4 separate regions of the Mus musculus genome follow, and regions 1, 2 and 4 are each linked to region 3. The links are chromatin contacts, called in public capture Hi-C and promoter capture Hi-C maps. All regions are on one chromosome and are shown on one strand. Each heading gives the region's core, a stretch centred on a gene start, on an enhancer-like site or on the middle of the called end of the contact. The rest is flanking DNA. Distances are from core to core; before and after follow the strand shown. Region 1 holds the start of Mycbpap (MYCBP associated protein). Region 2 holds the start of Nme1 (NME/NM23 nucleoside diphosphate kinase 1). Region 3 holds the start of Wfikkn2 (WAP, follistatin/kazal, immunoglobulin, kunitz and netrin domain containing 2). Region 4 overlaps Acsf2 (acyl-CoA synthetase family member 2).

What was found. Promoter capture Hi-C pulls out the DNA fragments that hold promoters and counts their contacts. Capture Hi-C pulls out chosen DNA fragments and counts their contacts.
Region 1: a promoter capture Hi-C map of adipose tissue shows a contact between it and region 3. The contact joins the promoter of Mycbpap here to the promoter of Wfikkn2 in region 3. A contact is called at or near these places in 1 of 39 promoter capture datasets (embryonic stem cells), 1 of 15 datasets of contacts at CTCF or cohesin (the NIH/3T3 cell line), 5 of 484 Hi-C or Micro-C datasets (the AML12 cell line, brown adipocytes, cortical neurons and 2 more), 2 of 115 datasets of contacts at active chromatin or transcription factors (embryonic stem cells and pancreatic cancer cells) and 4 of 9 other capture datasets (adipose tissue, embryonic stem cells, liver and 1 more).
Region 2: a contact with region 3 is called in a capture Hi-C map of embryonic stem cells, with 4 times the contacts expected there. The contact joins the promoter of Nme1 here to the promoter of Wfikkn2 in region 3. A contact is called at or near these places in 17 of 39 promoter capture datasets (the C10 cell line, the HPC-7 cell line, the SN4741 cell line and 12 more), 8 of 484 Hi-C or Micro-C datasets (the G1E-ER4 cell line, Th1 cells, embryonic stem cells and 1 more), 6 of 115 datasets of contacts at active chromatin or transcription factors (embryonic limb bud, embryonic midbrain, embryonic stem cells and 2 more) and 4 of 9 other capture datasets (adipose tissue, embryonic stem cells, liver and 1 more).
Region 4: a contact with region 3 is called in a promoter capture Hi-C map of embryonic stem cells, with 2.2 times the contacts expected there. The contact joins the enhancer-like site here to the promoter of Wfikkn2 in region 3. A contact is called at or near these places in 7 of 39 promoter capture datasets (3T3-L1-derived adipocytes, the HPC-7 cell line, cranial neural crest and 4 more) and 1 of 9 other capture datasets (adipose tissue).

Annotation. Positions count from the first base shown.
Region 1 is chr11:94,520,059-94,522,808 of GRCm38.p6, reverse strand. It overlaps Mycbpap (MYCBP associated protein), which reads left to right and starts at 1,307. Exons shown (of 19, transcript NM_170671.2): 1 at 1,307-1,409. The coding sequence starts at 1,364.
Region 2 is chr11:93,967,008-93,969,815 of GRCm38.p6, reverse strand. Nme1 (NME/NM23 nucleoside diphosphate kinase 1) reads left to right here and starts at 1,544. Exons shown (of 5, transcript NM_008704.3): 1 at 1,544-1,595. It overlaps Gm35198 (a long non-coding RNA gene), which reads right to left and starts at 1,311. Exons shown (of 3, transcript XR_388959.3): 1 at 1,155-1,311.
Region 3 is chr11:94,241,093-94,243,832 of GRCm38.p6, reverse strand. Wfikkn2 (WAP, follistatin/kazal, immunoglobulin, kunitz and netrin domain containing 2) reads left to right here and starts at 1,254. Exons shown (of 2, transcript NM_181819.2): 1 at 1,254-1,478. The coding sequence starts at 1,284.
Region 4 is chr11:94,579,186-94,581,885 of GRCm38.p6, reverse strand. All of the region lies in intron 1 of Acsf2 (acyl-CoA synthetase family member 2), which reads left to right. Among named protein-coding and RNA genes, the nearest start is that of Chad, 15 kb to the right of the region's middle. Within about 2 kb of position 1,400, at least 10 of the 459 cell types and tissues checked have an H3K27ac peak or open chromatin away from gene starts, as enhancers often do. A contact at or near this core is called in embryonic stem cells, where this site is marked.

The DNA.
Region 1 (2,750 bases), core at 58-2,557, 280 kb before region 3:
CTTTATCTCCCAAGTGGGAGGTCTTCTTTAGATCCACACTAGTCTACTGCTCTCACCACCCTGAGCAAGAGATAAGATGTAGAACCCACCACATTCCGGAAGGGCTATTTTTGTTTTTAAGCATTGCACAATTGAAGTGACTACCTGCCTGGTACCTACATACCTTCCCTTGACAAACCATACCAGCTAGGGACTAGCTCAATGACAGAACACTTGCCTAGTGTGTACAAGGCCCTGAGTTCAATTTCCAGTGTTGGAAAACAGAACCAAACAAAGTTTCATTTACCCATGCTTGGAGATGCAGCACATCTGTAGGCTCACTGTTGGGAGTTAGATAGAAGGATCTGGATTAACCCCTGCCTTAGCTGTAGTAGTAAAGTCTGAGGATAACATGGGTTAAAAGAAATATCTTTAAAAAGAAAAGGAGAAAAACAAAAACCATGAGCCCTCCTCGGGGAGGTTGTCACGTAGCCTGCCGTTTTGCTGCTAGAAGCTCTTTCCTTCTCCACAACTCAGTCTGTCATTCATGCACACCACATTTCTCAAAGAAACAGTAGCTCCAACGCGCACTCCCTAACCCCCCATACCTCATTTTCATAACCTGTCCCTTGGAGGACACAGGTGACAGAGCATCTCCCTGGAGTGTCCTAAATGCCGCCCCAAGTGTCCCTGAAGTGAACTGAACCAGAGATGCTGTGAGTGTGACTGAGAAGGGAGGCTGCCCTTGGAGCATGTGTCCAGTCACAGGGAGCGAGGTCGAGAGGAGTTTGTAGTAGTCCTGGAGAGGGATCCAACCTCAGAAACAAACCTGATAATTTCTGAATGCTTTAGAGCTCTGGGTAAAAATGAATAAAGGAAGGAAGGAATGACGTGGATACACTTAGAAATGTGAGGTAACGGGAAAGTACATCTTCACGAGAACCAAAGGCAGCATGTCTATGCAAAGACCCCAAATCTGGTAAAAGTCTGACTGGCCTAGGAAGTGATGGCTGATTAGTGGGCAGGGCAGATGACAGGCCGGTGGAGGCGGAGTCTGGGGCACTTAAACTAGGAAAAGTAGTCAATGCATGGTCAGCCTGGTGTGAGATGAGCGTGCCGGAAGCCTGAAGACTGGTCAGCAAGCGGTGACCCAGAGCAGAAACATCTGGGGAGTCTAGGTGGGAGATCCTATGGCGGCCGAGGTTGCTACTGTCCCCATTCCAGTCACTCAGCTTCGGCCAGTTCCTACAGCAACCCTTTGTCAGGCCCAGTCGATGACGCCTTGGCGCTCTTTAGCGCCTCCTGTGACGTCAAGAGTCTGACCGGGGCATTCTCGGGGTCTGCGAACAAGCCTAAGGAGCCGCTTGCGGTGCAGGAGCGCGTCATGATGAAGAAGATTACTGAAAGGCAGTCCCCGCTCAAGTTGCTCGGTGGGTGCGCGCCCCCTGCGCGTGGCGCTGGTTGCTATGGACGCTACGGCGGCCGCTTGAGGGCGGGATCGCGGCGGGGGCTGCCGCGCTGCGCAGTCATCTTAGGGGCGGGGAGCACAGGGCCAAGGCAGGTAACCCCGGACGGCACCATGAAGGCCATCAAGAAGGAATCCCGTCTCAAAATGCCAACCAGCAAGATCCTGGAGAACGCAGAGAGCGTCAAAGGTTGGCCCTGGAGGCCTTGGGTGCTCAGGAAAAAACAAAACAAAACATACAGGGATGCTTGGGAAGGGATTAGGACGCAACAGATACCAGGGAGGGTCACTGTAGCCTTGGAGTACAAAACATGGGCAGAAATCTCAGAAGGGAGGCACAGGGTCCTGATGTTTGGTGGAGGTAACATGGCAAGTGAGGTACTAAGAGAGAGCTTCCGGGGTCAGTGGCAGGGGACAAGCCTTGGGACAGGAGGAGTAAGAGAGCTCCAACTCAAATCATATATTAGGGTGGTACAGGTGGCAGACTCCTGGGATGAGATGCCCAAGAACCAGGGAGCACCTGATGAGGTTCTTGGGAATTGAAGCAGGGGCCACCTAAGAGTCTTGGGGGGGGGGGGAATCCACAAGTAAAAATAACACCCAAAACTCTTAACTCCATTGGTTTCAGAGTGCTATTTATGTCTTACCACTTGGCCTTTCTAGCCTTGTGACAGATATCTAGTTTAACGTGAACTACCGTGATTGTTTCCATTGGCAACCACTCCCCTTTTTGAAAATTTCCAGCTGGGGATGGAACCCAGGGTCCCTGTGTATGCTAAGCAAGCATTCTGCTACTGAGGTATCCCTTGCTCTGTTTTTTATTTATGGAGGTCTGTCCTGTGCAGACACTGGTTGACACTGGGATTGTGATTCCAACCCTCAAGAAACACAATCAAGACCAGGAGGAATAGCAACAAACTTAGCAAACCAAATATGGACACCTATGGAAGTTATGGGTGCTCAGAGAGAGCTTCTGAACTAGGCCTCAGTTGGTAGACTTAGAGGGAAGGGTTTTCTGCAGTAGATGGCATTAAAGAAAAAGATAACTTAAAAAAGAAAAAAAAAAAAAAAAAAGGAAGGGCTTGCTTTCCTGGGCTCAGAGAGCAGTGCGAATTCATGGATCAAAGAGCATAGGATCCAGAGAACTCAGTGCAGCTAGGCAGGGGCCAGACCATGAAAGGGCTTCCCAAGCAAAGTCAGAAAGTCTTGGTGTGTGACCTTGCAGGCCCTGAGGGGACCCAGCCTCCTAGCGCTGGTACAGCACACAGTGAGGAGAGGGCAGGCCTAGAGTCAGTAGAATCCCCTT
Region 2 (2,808 bases), core at 295-2,794, 270 kb after region 3:
TTGCCCATTTTATAATTAGACTATGTGTGTTTGACTCTTTTTTGTTTGTTTGTTTTGCTTTGTTTTGCTTGAGATAAGCTTTTGCTAAGTTGTGCTGACTAGCCTGTAATTCACTATATAGATCAGGCTTGTCTTGAAATCACAGAGCTCTTTAACCTGCCTGTTTTTTTGAGAGACATATTCTCTCTATGTCATCCTGGTGGCCTCTAAGTCTTGATGATCCTGCTTCAGCCTTCCCAGTGCTGTGAATTCATCAGGCAAGGCCCTTCTCATTTGACCAACACCCCAGTCCCTCCATTTCATTAAAAACAAAAGACAAAAAACAAAACAAAAAAAGCAAGCAAGCAAACAAACACATCATCTGGGCTGGCAAGCTGGTCCAGTGGCTATGAAGCACACACTGTCCTTGCAGAGGACCCAAGTTCCGTTCCTAGCACTCACATCAGATCACTCGCAACTGTTTGTAACTCCACCGCCATTGGAACTGACCACTTCATACACTGACATACGCGTGTACATGTAAATAAATAATAAGAGGCTGGAGAGATGGCTCAATGATGAAGAGCACTGTCTACTCTTCCAGAGGTCCTGAGTTTAATCCCCAGCAGTCACGTAGTGGCTCACAATCATCTATAATGGGATCTGATGCCTTTTTCTGGCCTGCAGGTATACATGCAGATAGAGCACTCATACATAAAATAAATACATCTTAATAAGCAAACAAATAAATAATGCCGGATGTGGTTATGCCTTTAATCCCAGAACTCGGGAGGCAGACTAAGAGGGAGTCTCTGCGAGGTCATGGCCAGCCTGATCTACACAGTGAGTTCCAGAAAAGTCAGAGTTACATAATGAGACCCTACATACAATAATAACAACAATAATAAAACCCTCCTCCCGCGTTTCCTACCATCAGGTATTCACTATAATTCTTGGCTCTCAGGTAATAACGGGCTTTCTCCCTTCATGTAGGTCCTTTTGATTATCACTTCTGCAGAGATTTCTCAGCCTTAATTTTTTCCCCCTGCTCTGTTCTTTCTTATCAGCACTTGCACTGTGTGTTCACTATCAATTTTCTCTTTATTGTCGCAATTCTCAACCCTACTAGTAAGCTCCCAAGTAAACTTCAACCCTAGGCTCTAGAATGTTCCTACCCGGCACATAGGATTCAGTACATTTGTTGCTTGACAGAATGAAGGGAAGGTGGAATGACACGGCCACTGAAGCTCTAGTTGTGACTTCATGCAGTGTGAGCGCCACCTGTCGGGAAAAACTAGATTTTCTCGGGAACGGAGGAAGTGAGTCACAGGCAGCCGTAGGGGAGAAACAGAAGATGGCCGCCAGACAGGGGGGGTAAAAAAATCCAAAACACCACACCCAGTGTCGGAAGTTAAACACTGGGCGAGTGCTCCCTAGAATGACATCCGACTCCCCAGAAGAAGCGGGGACCGGCGGTGTACCGCTAAAAGGGCTCCCCTGAATCGGAACTGTCCGAAAAGGTTCCGTGCGAGCAGCTGCGGGGAACCACGTGAGGCCGGGGAGCGTTTCCGGTGCGGGCAGTCGCAGCCGGCGGTAAAGCCTTGTCATCTGAAGGGGTAAGAGGGGTCAAGTTGAGAGTCAAGGAGACAAGTTGAGGGTTTAGGTGAATGGGGAGGGAGGTGGGCGTTCACTAAAGGGTGCACTCTCCGCGGGGTGTTAGGGAGATGGCAGGCAGGGAGATGGCAGGCTGTGGCCAGGTACAGACCTGTCAGCTTGATACGCCACGTGGGCTCGCCTTTGTCCGTGGCCGCAGTTCCTGTCCGGCTCGCGGCAGGGCTATGCCTTATTCTCTTTCCAGTCCGCTGTTGGGCACAGAGTTGGTACTCGGGTGGTGCTTGCTGAATGAATGAATGACACTCTCTGTGTGTGTGAATGTGAGTGAAGAGAGAAAGAAAGAGAGATCGGTATGCAGAGGCTTTCATAGAGGATGTTTCAGCCATTTCTGAATAATCTTTCCTTCAGACATTCTCCAGCTAGTCTGTGGCTTCTGTCTTTCTCTTTATGGGGGGCGCGATTGCCACTTAAGGCCTGCTCTTTGCTCCTATTGACTGCGAGACCCCGTGGTTTGGTATCAAAGATAGGTGGACTGGCTTACAGACCGGGCAGGCGAGAGGGACAGGAAGTCAGGAACAAAAATGATCATGCAAAGGTTCATGCATGCCCTAGCTCACATGTGAACCCCAGAAGGTAATTTTGTGGAGCGGGTTCGTGGGACCCAACACATGCTTGTAGTACAACTCAAGGTCTGCTAGGCCGTCTAGCTGGCTCAGGCCTCATTCTTAGGGTATAAAATTAGAGGTGAACCCAAGTTTAGAAAGACAGAGCCAGGAGCCGGTGTTGCTGTCCTCTTAGGTATCGTCTTTCAAGGTGGAGTCTCCTTTCATCTTGTGAGGCAGTGTACCCTGGAAATGGAACATTCTGGAATGGATGTTCTCCAGGTGTCTTCTTCCTGGATGATGCCCCATGTTAGGTATTGGGCTGTGGTTTTTCTCATAATCCACAGTTCATTGGTTAGTTACAATACTCATTGCCCTTTCCCCATAATATGTAATTTAATAAATGTTAATTGCTAGTCTTACATAATGGACTTTCAAGTTTTTATCTTTTTATTCTCTGACAATTTTCTACATGTATGTGATATATTTAGTCATTTCACCCTCTCCCCTTACACTCTCTCATCTAGCCTGAATTCTTCCAACAAGTTCTCTCCTACTTTCATGTCTTATATTTTTTCTCTCTGTGTGTGTGTTTGTGTGTGTTTGAATGAGT
Region 3 (2,740 bases), core at 5-2,504:
GTGAGGATTAAACAGAATGATGCATTAGGGGGTTGGGAGCGTGTAAGGATTATGATATGATTGGTGGTTCTGAGGACCCTAGGCAAATTGCTTGTGTTCTTCCACCGGAAGCCTTTCACTCCGTGTGGCAGGAGGAGGTAGAACCACGTGTCCATAGCGTGCCTAACACCCAAGGGCTCACCAAGCAGGGGCCACCGTGGCCACTGGCGAGGACAGCTCGGTGCTGGTGTAGTGGAGTCCTGGGATACTGTAGCTGCACCAGTTTCTTGGACTCCTCCACAAGTGTGTAGAGACAGGAATGAGGAACGTGATCCGTCCCAGCAGCCCCCGGGGGAGCCAGACCATATCTGGTATCTGGTATGTCTCTCTGGAATGATTTTGGGGGAATTCACCAAAGTTGGAACTTAAGACATGGACTGCCGGTAACCCCTGTAACTCAGGGATGTGGCGCTGCCCGTGTGCATACCCCCCACAAGGGGACTTGGTGCCCGGGGTGGGAGTCAGCTTACACAGCACAGCGCCGGCTGCCTGGGCCCGCCCTTGAATGGCCGTGAACTTGTTTTTCCACGTCATTTGCTCTCAAATGTACTATCGAGCTGGGCGACGCTAACACAGCGGCTCAGGTCCTTCCTCATAACAAGCGATTGTGTGTTCTTTAGAGGTGGCTGAAGGGGAGGAGGGGGGCCTGGCCTCAAGGAGGTGGGGAAAGGGAAACAAACCTGCCTCACAGCGAGCGTGCGTGTCCTGGGGCCAGCTCCCCCCAAAGCACATGCCATTTCTGTCCCTGGAAGGGGTTAAAGGCCTCCTGGAGTCAAAAACAAGCAGGTGTCCCACCGTGCCAGAGACCGCTGCCTAAACTGCTTCCAGCTTTCCCCCCTTCTGCAATACGTCTGTGATCAGCCACGGGACAGAGGCGCCAGCAGCCTGCCTCTGACAGGCTTCGGGTTAGCTCGCTCCCACTCGGGTGGTGCGCCCAGGATATAAATCCAGGCTCGAGCCCCTGCTGTGTTCCTCTCCCTACGCACCCGGGGTGGGGGGTGGGGTGGGGGGGAACAGAGTTTCCTTCCAAAGACCTTTCTTTTATCTGAAGCCTCACAGCCCAGCAGGCTGCACTTGGTGGAGCCAGTCACAGCAGCTGAAGCCAGCAAGCAGGCTCAGCAAGGAGAGGCTCACTTGCTAGGGTGAGAAGGGCAGGTGTTGCCAGCCCTGGAGAAGAAGGCCCCCGTGGGCATCAGCTCTTGGTGTCATTACAGGGGTACCCTCTGACCACTGCAGACGGCACCATGTGTGCCCCAGGGTATCATCGGTTCTGGTTTCACTGGGGGCTGCTGTTGCTGCTGCTCCTCGAGGCTCCCCTTCGAGGCCTAGCACTGCCACCCATCCGATACTCCCATGCGGGCATCTGCCCCAACGACATGAACCCCAACCTCTGGGTGGATGCCCAGAGCACCTGCAAGCGAGAGTGTGAAACAGACCAGGTGAGTGAGATTCCTGAAGCCTAAGATGGACCACTTGAGTGGGTTGGTGATGGTATGGGAGCTATGGTGGAGGGGGGTGGGTGGGGATGAACGACGACTCAGGAGTGACTCCAGGCACATAAAGGGACACAGACGCTGCCAACCTAGAGACAAACAGGGCTTGAGTCTGCCTATCACAGCTGAGGCCTAGAAGAAGAGGGTGTAGTGTCCAAATCCATCTCTGAGGACTCTCCTCTTTGTGTTTGTTGAGGGCTGCTGTGGGCTAGCACCATACAAGGCACGCAGCATGGGATAACATGACAGCATAGTGGATGTTCAGCTGCCCACTCACAGGTAGAGGATGGATGCTCACACAGAGTGATGCCAGAGCCAGGGAAGGACAGGTTGGCTTGGAAATATGTCTGTTTGACACATTGTTGCAATTAGTTTCACCAGGCTTTTAGGCTCTTCCTCAGGTTTGAACTCAGCCGTACAGTAATGAGACTCCTGGGCAGAGTGAGCAGGAGCCAATCTGTACACGCAGTCTAAGTCTCCTGGGAGGGAAATGAACTGAGTTATCACCTCTCTGACTCTTCAGTATCCCCACATGCTCCTCCCTCGTGGATGCTGCTGTAGTCAAGAGCCACCTCCAGACCTTCTTCCCTGGCTACCAGATGGGTTCTTCTAAGAGCCATCCTTGTTCACTCCTGCCCATTGGTTTATCATAGTACTCGTGCCTGATTTAGGTGTGGCCACTACCAGGCTGGCCGTCTCTGAGGGTAGCTCAGAGTCTCCCAGGGCTTTGGGTATGGATTAGGCATCACTAACAAACATGGGAGAGCCTGGTGCTTCTAGAAGTAGCTGGTCACCTTGAGAAAGCATGAGGCTTCCCATGGAGAGAATGGCTGCTGCCTCACATTCTCTGAGGACCATTCTCAAGCCTCTTAAGACAGGTGCTTCAGTGGTACACAGTGGTAGGATGCTGCAGTGGTACACAGTGGTAGGATGCCCCAGTGGTACACAGTGGTAGGATGCTGCAGTGGTACACAGTGGTAGGATGCCCCAGTGGTACACAGTGGTAGGATGCTGCAGTGGTACACAGTGGTAGGATGCTCTAGTGGTACACAGTGCTAGGATGCTGCAGTGGTACACAGTGCTAGGATGCTGCAGTGGTACACAGTGCTAGGATGCTGCAGTGGTACACAGTGGTAGGATGCTCCAGTGGTACACAGTGGTAGGATGCTCCAGTGGTACACAGTGGTAGGATGCTTCAGTGGTACAGT
Region 4 (2,700 bases), core at 151-2,650, 340 kb before region 3:
CACCCAACCCAAATTTCTACATAGGAAATATAGTCAATGTGGCCATCTTTGGGGTAGTGACATGAGTGTCAGACTTGAAAAGTCAGGACTGTGAGCAGGTGGTGTTGGTGATTAAGAATTCCTGGCTGTGGTGTAGCTCTGCTCTTCACCTATAGCCCTGGGAGGAAGCAAGATCTATTGTTGATAGCAAGAGAGAATGAATCTGAGTCCTACAAAATAGTAGGTTGATAGCTCATGGAAAAGCTGGGCTGCATGCCTTACCTTAAGATAAGATGGGAAGGAAGGGGCCACCGTCCTCGGATCTCCATAGGTCACATGTGCACTGTGGCACAAGCATCCGCAGAGATGTGTGAGCAAGTGTGAGCGTGTGCGCGCTCTCGTGCACACACACACACACACACACACACACACACACACACACACCTGCTCCATTTTATAGCTTCTCTACCTTTGAAATGGTATCTTGTCTGGGATTTGTCCTGCCTCAGGCCCTACTAGGTTTAGTAGATGAGAACCTTTGTGACTTCAACCTTGAAGGGAAATGAGATACTTTTATCTCTGCTTTCTAGGTAGACACTTTGGCAGGAGCAGAGGTAAGCAGGTTGTCACAAAGTGAAGGGGACAGGTGAAAAGGGAAGGCAGAGGTGCCAGGCTTTCCTGTGGTCCGGAGTCAAAGGTTATTAGCAAAAGTAACTTCTAAACAAACACCTCTTACTAGATCATAGATGTGCGCCACCACTCCCTACGCTGTGCCCACCCCCTGTCTCCCTCCCTTCCCCTCCCTCCCTTCTCTCCTAACCTCTTCCTTTTAAGTCCCAATCCCCTGCAGGAGCATGAGACACTCTTAACCCGAGACATCTCTTCAGCATTTCTTTGTTTTTAATTTTACTTGCCTTTAAGTTTTGTTTGTGTTGAGATGGGATCTTGCTGTGTAGCCCAGGTTGGCCTCAAACTCTTGATGCCTTCGGTGTACTGAAATTACAGCCTCACATGCCTGGGTGAATATCTATCTATCTATCTATCTATCTATCTATCTATCTATCTATCTATCAATCAATCTATCAATCTATCTATGAGGTACTGGGGATCAAACTTACGCCTTTGCACACCAAGCCAGTGTTTTATCACTTAGCTAAAGCACTGTTTTTGTTTCTTGAGTACAGGTTGGACTACGAACCCCAGGCTATCTCTGAATTCTCTATGTAACCCAGGCTAGCAGAAAGCTCTCACTAGGCAGTGAGTGATGTTTATTAAAGAGAGTTTGTGACAGAGCCTCTTCTATTAAACTTTGGTGTGTGGCTGACGATGACCTTGAACTCCTGGCTTCTACTTCCTCGGTGCTGGGATGAGGACCGCCAGGCACCACCACACCCAGCTAGATTTTGGTGACTTCTGCATTCCATTGTTCAAAGGGTTTCTAAGGAATTTTTTTTCCTTAAACCTTTTCAATAAGTGAGGTAAGAGGGTGGCTCCATAGGTCACAAAGTCTATGGAATCCTTGCTATACAAGATCACAAGAGAGTAGAGTTGTTTTTACTGTTAACAAGGTAATAACCTTGTTTGTGAGAGCCCCTGAGAGCCATCTACAGCAGCCAGGAAAGAGATAAGGTTAAATTCAAAGGTCATATGTTCCTTCATTTCATGCATGCACTTTGCTGCTCTACCACTTTTACTTCAGATATCTCTGCAAAAAAAAAAAAAAAAAAAAAGAGTATTTTCTTCACATGAGCAATCTACCCTATACCACCACCACCACCCCACCAAGCCAAGACCGAGTTTCTCCTTGTATCCCTGGCTGTCCTGGAATTCGCTCTGTAGACCAGATTGTAGTGTTAATTGTTAAGTGTATTGTTAATTGTGATGAAAATTTCAACTACTAGCAAGGGAGAGATTTCAGATTCTAGCAAGCCACACTCCGGGATGTCACATCCCTTTCCTTTCCCATGGTCCTTTCTTTTCCTAGTCTTCCTAGCCTGTCTCATTTTCTTCTACCTCCTGAGTTCTGGGACTAAGGCACACCACCATACCTGATCCTAATGTCTTTTATTTATCATTATTTTTATAAGATTCATTCAAATTATCTGGTTCAGTCATTAAAATATTTTTTCTTTCTTTTTGTTTTTGTTTGTTTGTTTTGTTTTTCGAGGCAGGGTTTCTCTGTGTAGCCCTGGCTGTCCTGGAACTCACTCTGTAGACCAGGCTGGCCTCGAACTCAGAAGTCTGCCTGCCTCTGCCTCCCAAGTGCTAGGATTAAAGGCGTGTGCCACCACTGCCCGGCTCATTAAGACTTTTGCTGTCCTTCCTATGTGAACTTACGAGCAATAAGTCACTATAAATCTTTTTTTTTTTAAATTGGTGAACAGGCATTTGGACAGTTGCATACTGGAGGTGGCACAAATCGTCCAACCTGGCTTCAGAAATTAGCTCACCGATATGTGTGGTCCTGTCTCAACTTAAGTTCTCAATCTTCAGTGTAGGGAAATACTGACAGAGCCCAGTAGCTTGGCCATCACTTCCAGTGTCAAGGTGTCCGTCAGCTCAGATATAGGTGTATATTGAGGCCAGTGGTTAGGTCCAATGAGTCTCTAAGGAAGGCACCGCAGTCAAAAATCTGTCATCCACATAGCAAATAACAGAAAATTAATTACTTAGTAAGCATTCATCCTTCCGTCTGGTTCTAGGGAGCTAACCCCAGTCTTC